Linked DNA regions of Cydia pomonella: region 1 is linked to region 2. The links are chromatin contacts, called in public Hi-C maps. All regions are on one chromosome and are shown on one strand. The core of a region is the stretch at or near the end of the contact, and the rest is flanking DNA. Distances in the headings are between cores, read along the strand shown. Region 1 holds the start of LOC133525725 (nucleic acid dioxygenase ALKBH1). Region 2 holds the start of LOC133525709 (ribonuclease 3).

Evidence for each region. Hi-C and Micro-C count contacts between places; a contact is called where the count stands out from the background.
Region 1: a contact with region 2 is called in a Hi-C map of whole body, with 6 times the contacts expected there. The contact joins the promoter of LOC133525725 here to the promoter of LOC133525709 in region 2. A contact is called at or near these places in 2 of 2 Hi-C or Micro-C datasets (both in whole body).

Annotation. Positions count from the first base shown.
Region 1 is chr15:8,755,831-8,761,941 of ilCydPomo1, reverse strand. LOC133525725 (nucleic acid dioxygenase ALKBH1) reads right to left here and starts at 3,190. Exons shown (of 4, transcript XM_061862091.1): 1 at 2,979-3,190; 2 at 2,568-2,897; 3 at 1,515-1,708; 4 at 364-764. The coding sequence starts at 3,083. The coding sequence ends at 383. It overlaps LOC133525726 (N-alpha-acetyltransferase 38, NatC auxiliary subunit), which reads left to right and starts at 3,560. Exons shown (of 3, transcript XM_061862092.1): 1 at 3,560-3,748; 2 at 4,121-4,250; 3 at 4,994-5,220. The coding sequence starts at 3,704. The coding sequence ends at 5,157. LOC133525724 (cytochrome c oxidase assembly factor 6 homolog) reads right to left here. Exons shown (of 7, transcript XM_061862088.1): 7 at 5,202-6,111. The coding sequence ends at 5,245. LOC133525727 (a long non-coding RNA gene) reads left to right here. Exons shown (of 2, transcript XR_009800617.1): 2 at 268-416.
Region 2 is chr15:8,603,680-8,609,890 of ilCydPomo1, reverse strand. It overlaps LOC133525709 (ribonuclease 3), which reads right to left and starts at 3,266. Exons shown (of 19, transcript XM_061862070.1): 1 at 1,836-3,266; 2 at 1,397-1,475; 3 at 527-728. The coding sequence starts at 3,070. LOC133525705 (mitochondrial tRNA-specific 2-thiouridylase 1) reads right to left here. Exons shown (of 5, transcript XM_061862062.1): 1 at 6,007-6,211; 2 at 5,559-5,909; 3 at 5,213-5,439; 4 at 4,488-4,655; 5 at 4,029-4,364. The coding sequence starts at 6,082. The coding sequence ends at 4,065. All of the region lies in intron 1 of LOC133525722 (a long non-coding RNA gene), which reads left to right.

The DNA of each region.
Region 1 (6,111 bases), core at 1,941-4,440, 150 kb before region 2:
AATAATCAAACCAAATCAAATCCAAATGAACGTAATAAAAAAATTATTATTCAAAATCATAATTTAAAAGTCAATTACACCAGCTAACATAAGGAAACAACTCAAAATTTGCATCTGATTACTTTGTCCCACGTGGATAAAATGCAACTTTCTCATTCGTTTTTGAACAATCAAGAGGGCCTTTACCAGTTGGTGTGGTGAAATTTCTTTTTATTCTAAGTACATAAAATATCTTATTTAGTAATCTAACTTTTCTTCTAATTTCAGTAATAACCGTTCAACCGAAATGCAAGGTAATACCGTGTCAAGCCTAGTCTCAGGTCATAGTTTGTTTTTCAAATTCTTCTAAATGAAGATCATAAATATAATTCAAGACTTTATTTCATGTGTCATTAAAAGTATAATCCGATAAACTACTTTGTCTTTCATTTAGCACTTGCCGTACATTCATATTAATTCGTGATTCTTGTATGTAATCTTGGAAGGGGCCCCATACTGCTTCATCAACATTTTTATTCGTCTCCGATAGCAATTGCTTTTTATCGGATATGTACTTGAAGGTGGCCTCACTATAGCTGATCATGTTTAGATCTTCCTGGTCGGCCCAGGGTGATGTTTGTGCTGGTAGGATCTTTGGAACTGCATGATAGCAGAGCCTTGTCTCCTTAGACATTATCATGACATCTCCACTGTTAAGTAGTATTGCTGATGGCTCTACAGATTTGTCTTTACCTCCAATAAGGAAAATTGCTGATTGACCAAAACTGAAAAATAGAATATTAAACAAATTTGAGTCTACAATAAAAATATGGGACGAACATTGGATAATAGTTGCAGTTTAGGCTTTTCTTTGGGCTAACTTGTTTATAATCAGAGATTGAAATAAGTTTACCAGCCATAATAAATGTAAATAGGCAGACTGGTTTCTTTGATATGCATTTGAACCCTGTCACATATAACTATGCAGAATATTTTTCTTGTGCCTTAGATAGAAGTAAAGTTTACGCACGAATTTTGAAGAAGTTTGAAGAACTGGTGTCCCACCATACACCAGTTATGGAGGCGCAGGGTGCAAGCGGAACTCAAATCCACATCCTCAATTTTTCTGGCAACTTTCTGTATTTGTAACAAACAAGTGTATACACCGTGTTTTTTTAGATTTCCGTTAATTTCAAGGGTGCATTCCTGAGCTTAAATTAAGTAACTTTCTCAAAGACACTGGTATTCTAACTAACTCTATTTCGGAGATAATCAATCATTTGTTTTTATGTTATAAGGTTCTTACGAGCGTATACACTTGTCTTAGGGCCTGTTTACATATTAACTAGTGTTTGGTACCTACAAGTGTATATATTTGAAAAAATATGCAAAAAAAAAATTTTTTTTATAATTAAGTTACTACATTGCTACCTTCAACCATATTTTAAGTACTCAGATGTGGCTTTTCTACAAAAATTGTTGTGAATGACAGCCCTACTTTAGTTTCTCACTATTCAAGGCATTGGCATACAAACCTGAAAGAAAACAGAGGAGCTTCTAGATTAACTTCCGAGTGATCTGTGTGAGCAGACAGTGTAGAGTCCATATGGTAATAGTTGACAATGGCCGCCTCAGCCTTGAAGCCGGTGTAGCCAACAAACTGTGCCACTACATCCGACAACTCTGCCAACTCCTCAGGAAATGGGGATTTGTTTTCATCTGTGTATACCTGGAATTGATTTAACAAATAATTAACTATGTTAAACTATTTATTTAAAATTTAACTGATTTAGAAAATGTAAAGATGCAAATAAATAATTTTATACTAAAACATTTCATCAAGTTCTTGATTGCTACATGATAACGCCAATTTTTCCATAATATAAAATGAAGCACATGACACAGGGGAGCCGGATTAGTTGAAAATTTGGATTATTGGAAGTTAGAGCAAATTTGCATATTTTGATATGTTTTTAATTATAGTGTAGAAATACTAAAACATGTACAGTCAGCATCAAATACTTTGTAGCAACCAAAGTAGCCAAATAGTTCGGTACACCATATATTTAGTATGGTGTACCGAACTATTTGGCCACTTTGACTGCTACAAAGTATTTGACGCTGACTGTACTTATACACTAAAATAGAAACTTCATAGAAAAATCAACCCTTAACTGGTGTATATCCATTTACGAAGGGAAGGCTGTCTGATGATGTAAATTCAGGATATAAATGATCACATGCATCCCTATTTAAGTACCGGATTTTAGATGTACAGTCAAGGTATTAAATATCGACACGGACAAAGTGCCAAAAATATGTATACACGACCTTATTGCCTATACAATAAAGAAGTGTGTACATATTTTTGGCACTTTGTTCGTGTCGATATTTAATACCTTGACTGTACCAGACTGTTGATGTGCCAAATTTTCGAGATTCCACTGTACTTAATTTTATAATTTTAGTTAACAATCCAAATTCTTCATTAAGGTAATATGAAGTCATATGGAAGTGTTGCAGTTATACAAATAAAAATAATATAAAGGACAGACAAAAAGCACTCGGAAAAAATATTAACATTTTACTTTTGTGTCCCAGTTGTGGTGATATCCCAATGTAGTCCATCTTAACTTCTTCTGAAGCTGTCTATTGCATGCTCCATTATCAAAACACTCCACCCACCAATCTGGCAACAACACTTCAATATCAATATTCAATTTATTTGGCTTTCTAGGGTATTTTTCCAAACACTTCCTAATCCAATACCTTTGCCCAAGGGCTGTGAACGGATTTTTTAATAGAAATAACCCAGGATGATTATGAAATGTGTATAGTTCCCATTCTTTAGTATTCCTTAAACCTAGCAAGTCTGTTCGGCTGTCTTCACCGACATTGTCGGGATTAACTTTAGTGACCTGAAACAAGTAAAATACTAAAGCTTCTTTCACGAAAAGAACGAATGTATTGTAGTTTTGAACAAAAAATATAGAATTTACCTTATCGGTCATATTGACTAGTGATATTACTTCACTCAACGACGGCTTTGGTTTATTTGATTTGTAATATTTAAATTTTGACTTAAAATTATCAACTGTTTCCATTGTTAATACGTATACGTATTATATTTGACTGCAAAAACTTAAAATAGTCAAGCTTCACTATGCACAAAGTTTTGGTTCAGGTTCAATTATTTCCGGTTGCCATTATCAATATTTTTAAAACCAATAATCTTTCGACAGTTGCATAAAGTGATTGTAAATCACTGCCTTGGCTTATATTATATTTAATTATATGTAGGTAAATTCAATGTGTAAATTCAGTGTATATCTACAAAGAATATCTTAATACATTATGTTCAAAAATATTAGGAAAACACCAAACCAAGGCAATTATTATATCTATGGCAACATTGTAGTTAGCTGTCACTTGTATCGTTTGAGCAATATTTCAAAACGCTAATCGAGTCGCTAGTGTGAACTGCGCACTTGAAATTAAAACGACCGATTTTCCTTTCCTACGCCTAGTATAAGTCATAATACTATTAACTGAAACAACATAACCAAAATGTAATGTCAATGTCATGTCATGCCATTCCCGTCGTCAGTGATATAATAAATATTATTTACTTCAGAAATATAATTTAATACTAATTTACTGTCACAACTTTTGTGCTGATAAAGTAACTTTCATAAAGATTATTTGTTTATTCACTAGTAATAATATGAGCCAATCAAATACGGCCGCTCAAATACCAGAATGTTTGAGGGTAAATTTATTAATAATAATTTTCTTAAAAAAAAAACGATTTTCTTTTAAAAACAAGTACTATAACAAAAATATATCTAATAAAACTTAAACTCACCTATCTTGTAAAATAGAATTTCAATAGGCGGGTCCACACAGAGCGATCGAGCGAGCACGTACGCGTGAGGCAATTTCTTCACGCACAAACCGGCCAGTGTAGACGTGCCTCGGCCGAGGAGGCGCGCTCGGGCGAGGATAACGCACGCGCCGCCTCGGCCGAGGCACGTCTACACTGGCGGCAGGAAATTGCCTCGCGCGTATGCTCGCTCTGTGTGTACCTGGCTAATGTGTAGTTTAGAAAAATATTTTAATGATCTAAACTTTGATTTTTCAGGACGACTCTGAAGATGGCAAATCCAAACTTAGAAAATGGTTAAACATGAACTTCCGAATTGAAATGACTGATGGAAGAGTCCTTATTGGCGTGTTTCTCTGTACAGATCGGGATGCCAATGTAATTTTAGGTAAACATTTATGACCTCAATTCTAAGTAGTACCTCCCTCGCTCTGGGTCATTCCTTATGCAAAGGTTGTCTATTGCTGTTCAGCATGGCAACGTGCCGAGCGTGATGAGCTCCTTTGTTGTATTTTGTGAATGGATCTTGTGCTTGTTACTTAGTTTGGGATTTAGTTTAATTTAGGTTAAGATTTTTGTAATAGTTAAGTAGATATTAGATTGTTTATTTTATAAGCTAGTCATATAAAAGTAAGAATTTAGTACCTGTGGCTTGTGGAAGTTTTGGTATATTATTTGGAATACACATTTTAATTCTAAGAAAAGTGTCAATATGCTTTATAAAAATTTTAGTTGTGTTCTTTTCATACTATGTGTTAAACAAACTCCCTTGTACACATAATAAAAATAATTATTCGAAAAATGATGATAGAGTTAGACCAAGCAAAGTTGGGAGCAATGCAAGTGTTGTTTTAAATGTCAAACTTCGATGAAATTATATGTTTAAATAACACCTCGAAGGAAGTGGCGCCGCTCTTGATGTCTTTCGGAAAGATTAGCCTAATATTGCCATAGACCGAGACTCGTGGAAGAAAGAGAGGGAGGCCTTTGCCCAGCAGTGAGACACAACAGGCTAACAAATAATAAATAGTAATAACACTTGCACAGTCCGACTATCCAAAATCACTGCCAACTTAGCTTGGTCTCACATCAAATTATGTTTATGATTATAATCATTTAATATAATTCCAGGAGCTTGTTCAGAGTACCTAAAAAGCAATGATGGTGAAACTGAAGAGCCCAGAGTTCTGGGTCTAGTCATGGTGCCAGGACGGCACATTGTCTCCATACAGATTGACGACATGGCCGCACAGCGTAGAACTGCTCCCATAATGAATGATTCTATGTGGTTATAATTGTGAGTGTATTATATTTATTTATTTCAATAAGAGAATAAAAATTCAAACCCATCAAAATAATTTATTTTGGACCAAAATATTAAGTTATTGCGATACATTCAAATTGTTTACTAGTTGTTGCAAGATCTCTACTTCTAAATAGATGTTCTTAGAATCATTAGCAAAAGGATTGTAGCTGTCACTTGCATTTACATTATTAGTTTTAGTTAGAAGTGCTGTTAAATCTTGAACAATTGTGTTTATTCCTCTTTGAGGATTTGATAAAACTCTATTCAGAAGTTTAGGCTCCATTAATTTTTGCAAACATAGGTATGGATGAGGTAGTATTTTTGATTGGCTAATATTTTTATAGAAAGTGGTGCTCAGTATCCTTACATCCTCATCTTCATCTTGTAAAAGTATAATAGCGGACTCGATCATGGTAACTTTTACAGCATCTGATAAACTATGGAATGAACTTGATAATTCGTTATTTGCTAATGCTGCAATGTATCTCATTTCTACATCAACAGACTCAGGGTCGCATAATTTTAAAACTTCTTTTGACAAATATACAACACTTTTTGCATCATTTTTACCTAACAAAATCCGTACAGTAAATGGCAGTAAGTAGCGCAATTTATATATATGACCATTTGTTTGTATTGCGTGCAGTAAAGGTCCAGTAAAACAATTTATATCTACTAATTGAGATATCTTGTAGAGAATTTTCCATATTTCGCTGCTGCTAAATTTATTGTTACATGCCAATAGCAATTCTGCAATATTTGTTAACACATCGTTAGGAATTTCTACAAACTCACATTTTATTTTGTCTAGCAGATCTTTACAACAGTTCTCAAATCCAGTTCTGTTTGTAAATATTTCTATCACATGTGATATTTCATACCAAGAAATATTTTTAACACATTTTCTTGCTCGCGCATTTGCCCAAGAGTGAATTCCGGGTGC
Region 2 (6,211 bases), core at 2,017-4,516:
TTGAGTGACTAGGATCTTTGTTTGAAAGCGGCACAAATAATATAGTGGACTATAGGGAGCGTGCATGAACTGTAGGAGGCAGCACAGGAGCCGTCAGATTTTTGGCGCGAGGCGTAAATGTGATGTTTATTGTTCCGATGTAGCCCACAAGATGGCAGAACCTACTATGCACAAGAAAACACGTGACGTGTTTATGGTTCCGATTCAGGCCACAAGATGGCAGACCCTCCAACGCGCACGGTCCCTATACGAATTCTTTAGCATCTACATAATCTATTTTACTTAAATTGAAAGAAAGGTAACTGACAATAACAGGAATAGAAAGAAACCTGTTCTTATTAAGTAATATAATTATGTAATGTCAGTTTTTTATTATTTAGACAAAAATGAATCCAGTAGTCCAAGATTTCAATCTGGAGCTTAGGACTTGAACTCTCATGGTAAAAGGTAAAAAATTTCAAACGTAATTGTGTCTGTAGGTATAATATAAAATACAAAATATATTATATTTTTGTTTTGTACTTACATCTATGCTTGCACATTTTTGCCTTTGGCGCTTTCAGGGGGGGCAGTTCATCCACTTCAGGTCTAGCTTTCCTTCCTCTTTCAATCACTTTAGTGAAGAATGCATCACATATCTTCTCTAGTTTCGGTGTTTGCTTCACACCCCCTTCAATTGGTATATAGTACAATTCTGCTGGAGAGCTCCTGTACCACATTTTTGGGGTCTGAAATATCAATGAATATAAAATGTATGATGTAACGGGTAATCAAAACAACTGATTATGATAATTTACACTTCTTTTTTGGGCATTCAACTATTTATAGTTGTCACTAAAAATATATGTAGTTAGCTATGTGGATACCTAATATACCTATGATATCATATAGTGGCTATTCATACAAACTTTATAATGTAGGTAGGTGTAGGATACAGAGAGGGGGCCGAACCATTGGGGAGATGTCTACGTGCGTATGGGGCCTTAGGCTACGTACGCACTAAGCGGCTAGCCGCGTGCGGACAGCCGCATGACGGTTAAGAATGTATGAAACCGCAACCATAAATACTGAACGCACTAAGCGGTCCGCCGCAACCGCACGCGGCTGGCCGCATAGTGCGTATGGGGCCTTAGTTATAAGAAATGTATTGTCGTAGGCTAACCTGTGTTGTTACATTTTGTGTTATTTTTAATAAGTTGAAATTGAATTGAATTGAACTGCCTCAAGTCATTATCCGTCAAACGCGCACAAACACGTGAAATACCACTGCTACAAAACCAAAAAAATTAGTTATTCTCACTAGTTACCACCAAGTTGTTGCTAGTGGCGACTCCGGGGATTTTTTTTCATACTTTTTACCCAAAAAAAATATATAAGAAACGCATTTAAGGTATACCTCTTCCTCTTCCTGTTTTTCTTTGGACCATTTCTCAATTTTCTCAATTAGGTCTTCTGAAGTTTGACAGTAATTTTTCCTGAAAAAGAATCAAATACATATACTACCAATATTGATTAAACTTAATTAAGTAATTAATCGGAGAGAGTGGAGAAGGTTGGAGGAGGCCTTTGCCGAAGGGCAAGCAGACAAAGAATACAAAAGATGGGAGATAATAGAGAGATAATGTGCTACTGTTCTTTGTTCTGTAAATAAAGGCTATTTTATTTTTTTATTTTATGTAGTTAAGAGTACTTCTGTGAAAAAGGCAATAAAGATTTGCAAATGTTTAAGCAGCTGAGAAAGTATGTAGAAACTTTATTCAAAGGGATAGCAATTGATGATTCTAGACTGCTCAGTTTTTAAGGGGACAGTATCACCATACAAGTTCATAGCTTACCTGTATTCTTCTAGAATCTTCTCTCTGTCAGTAAGTGGTTTCTTTGGCAAAGCCTCATGCCGGGACCTTGGGGATACATCCCTAGCATGGCTCCGGTAACGTGAATCTCTACTGGGTGACCTGAGACTATGTCTATTGGGTGACCGATGACTGTATCTACTAGGTGACCTATGGCTGTGTCTGCTGGGTGATCTATGACTGTATCTGCTAGGCGACCTATGGCTGTGTCTACTGGGTGACCTGTGGCTCTGCCTACTGGGTGAACGGCCACCATGTCTACTAGGTGACCGGTGACTGTGCCTAGAAGGTGATCTCCTACTGTGACTGCTATCCCGGTAATGGGATGGACTGTGCCGCCTTTCATGCTCATGCCTCATCCTTTCCCTTTCATATTTTTCTCTATAATATCTTTCTTTTTCCAATTCTTTATCTCTGTGACTACTTTCTCTACATCTATCTCTGCTGCTCTCTCTACGTCTGTCTCTTTCCCTGTAGTCATCTCTGTCTCTGTGACTATGTCTTGAAGGACTCCGGCTGTGCCTGCTTCGACTGTAGCTTGAGGTACTATGAGTAGGACTTGATTTGCGATGGCTTCCTTCTCTATCATGACTTTTACCTCTATACCTTGGAGGTGAATCATATCTTGATCTTGATGATGAAGAATGGTTTTTGGAGTCATAATAAACCCTATCACTAACTTTAGATGTTGTTGGAGTGTCTTGTACTGACTTAGATTCATTTGGGTTGACCAATTTATCTTTTAGTGTTGGAGGTGGATTGGAAAAGTCTGGAGAGTGGAATGCAGCCCCTGTAGGCGGTGGAAACGGTGGTGGCACTGCAGGAGGAGGAAACGCCGTCACTGACGGCGGTGGTATATTTAGTGGAGGCAAGTTAGTGATTGGTAATGGTGGAGGCTTGTCCAATGGGGGTAAAGGAGGTCTAGAATACGGTGGTGGGTGTTGGAAGAGCTGTGGCGGGGGCATCGACATCTGCACCAGAGGCGGCACTGACGGTGGAGGCACAGAAAGCGGAGGCGCCGTCGGTGGAGGCACGGAAAGCGGGGGGCCCGTCGGTGGTGGCACAGACAGCGGGGGCGCCGCTGGGAGAGGTGCCGATGGTGGACGCACAGACAGTAATGGCGCCGACGGAGGTGGCACGGACAGCGAAGGCACCGCCGGCGGGGGCATGTTCAGCCGCGGCGGCGGCACACTATAATTCACGGGAGGTATAGGCATTTTTATAACTTAATACGCATTTTTAATTTTAACATATGCTAGACCCTCTATATTTACACCTATAAAAAACAATTCCTTCACTAATTCAAAAATTTTTTATATTTCTTGCATTTATTTTGATTTTGACACTTTTGCTGCCGAACCGAAGTGTGACAGTGACACTGACATTCAGTTCAAAATGTTGCCATGGTTATAAAATTCTCGAACACATTCGCATTAGGACGACCAGCCGCGCGGTTTACTTGATCTTGAACATGATGTCTAACAGAAGCACTTACGCAAAGCAGGTTATAAACGATGTGCTGATATTTGGTGAAACGGAAAAATACTCTTTCTCGGACCCGAAATCGGGTCTGATATCAGACCTGATAAGGTGTGGATGTAATTGGCATAAAGGTACTAAATCCTGGCGTAATTAAAATAATTGTACCTTTGCGTTTTTTCTTCAAAATGAGTTCGATAACTTGAAAAATTATAACGCCTGCAAAATTGTAATAGCAAGAAAAATATAAAATGAGTAAAACTTGGAAACCACAAATAAAATGGCTCATATTATAATTGAACGTGAAGGTACAAAAGTTTGGCTTTTATAGCATTTATCAATAACCACGGGATCATAGCGTAATAAAGTACACCCGCCATTCTGACTGTCAGGATGGTGGGTGAGGGTGACCTGTTTTTTGATGATAACTTTAAGTACCGTGAGGTACAATTTTTTTTAAACGAGGTACTAAATAGTACAAATTAGGTACAAAAATATGGTATGCTTGTCATTTGATTTTATTTAGGTACACCCGCCATTCTGACTCTCACCTTTAGTCATCTTCCACATGAGAAGATGATAAATTAAATCCTTATCCATTGCTACTTGCTCTTGCTCGGCTAACCTAGGACGCAAATATGCAGGAAAATGAGATGATATGATGATATACATAATAAAAATGAAAGAATAAACACGTCATATTAACAAATTACTTATAATTAAACTTTGGTATCAATAAATTAAATTGTGGCAAATATCTTTAATTTTTGCACTTCCAAGACATTCACCATCTTGGTAGAGAACACCAAATTGACCCTCTGTAAGCGCACGTAACTTGTTATCGAGTAAAATCGTCAAACCATCCGAGTTCTTTACAACTCTACAGTTAACTAACGGCTTAGTGTGCTGAAACCTAAAGTAACATTTCAGAACATTGTTATTTGATAATTCTGTAGGCTCTTTATGTATCCAATGTGGTAATCCAGTTATGCATAAATGATTCCAAAGTGCTGGATGCTTAGTTCCTGGGACCTAAAAATAAAGTAGAAGATCACCATTATTACTACTGACTTAAAGAATTATAAAAAGTTATTTTAAGTGCAGAATAAATTATACAGCATACAGCCTTAATTGTATAGATAGTAAAACTCTTACGACATATATATTGTTTGTTTTTAAATCCTTTTTAAATATGAAGTAGGCATCTTTCCAATTGGCAAGGCAGCATCTCTGTCCAACAGTCCATTTATGAAGTCCCCCATGTTCACCCACAGTTTGTCCTGTATCTATGTCAATGAACAGGCCTTCCCTTTTCTGAATATACTGAAAATATATATTTTGTATTAAAATAAAACCATAAATAAAACGAAAATCTGTTACTGACTTTGTGTAAAAATATCCAATCATATTTATTTATCTTAAGGAAATAAAATGATAGATATTTTATCCTAACTTCTTTCAGATCCAATTAAATAACAGAAGCTTTATTTTATACACAAAATTACATATGCGTTAAATATTAATCAAAAATAACATTAACTCATTATCTCTGTGGATGATGTGAAAAGTATTAGTCCCAGTGTCATATAATACACGGCAAACTTGACAACTTTTTCTAGCAGAGTGCAAGCATTTTTTAAATTGATAAACTTGAGCAAGATAGATTCTTGCATAAAAGTTACAAGTCTTGGATTTTAATGACAAAACATAATGTATTTATGTAGTATACATACTTCTGCACCAATAGTATAGTAGGTAAGTATCTCTGTTTGGCTCTATGGTTGACTCATAGAGAATACCATTTGGCATTAAGTCTGCTATCTGTACATATTTTGTGCAATAAAATTTAAATAAATAAATAAAACAATATGTAAGCTCACTTCTTCAATAAAATCCTGGAATCTTCTTTTCCCAATGAAACAAATTCCTGTACTATCCTTCTTATTGGCCACATTCAGCAGTCGCTCTGCTTTGGCTATTTTTCTTACTTCGGTCTTTAGAAAAGGGGCCAATGGAAACATGCATTTCCGTAAAGAAAACTGCTTTACTTGTGACAAAAAAAAAGTTTGGTCTTTAAACTTGTCTACTGGTTGTAATAATCTGACACCTAGAAATAATAGGAATAAAATAAAAATTATATTTGTTTGTGAAATTGTATGAAATATAGCCCCAATTATAGGTGTCCAAAATTATATCATAATTAAGTGTTGACTAAAATATATTTACCTTCATTTTCATTATATTTTTCCAAGAAAGGTCCGAAAGAAGTATTCGCATAATGACCAGTGGCAATAGCATCAACTCCTAAATTTTTCCTGCAATGTTCAAAAAAGCTGTCAAATTTAATGTATCTGTTGCATAGAATATCAGGATTAGGGGTCAGTCCCGTCTCATACTCCTTTAGCAATATAGTGAACACTTCGTTCCAATACTCCTTAATGAAATACACTCTATGCAACGGAATTTCTAGCTTACGGCATACAAAGGTCGCATCTTCAAAGTCTCTTTCATCTGAGCAAAACCCAGCTTCGTAATTGTTGTCCCAGTTACGCATAAACACTCCTTCGATTTGGAAACCTAAACAATGATAAACATTTGTGTTTTATTTGAAAATTATTGAAACGGGGTAAATCAGATCTAACTCAAAACTTTGTATTTATTTGCAAAGCCTTACCTGCCCGTTTAAGGAGTAATGCAGCCACTGCGCTGTCTACGCCACCAGACATTCCTATTGCTACTTTTCGGAACATATTTGTAGTCTTAGACAAGTAAATAAAGTTTTTTATTTCGTGATTACATTTTTATAACCTCTAACTTACAATAAAATTGTATTTTTCAAATACATATGATTATGACATTTCTCAATTCGGTATAAAACA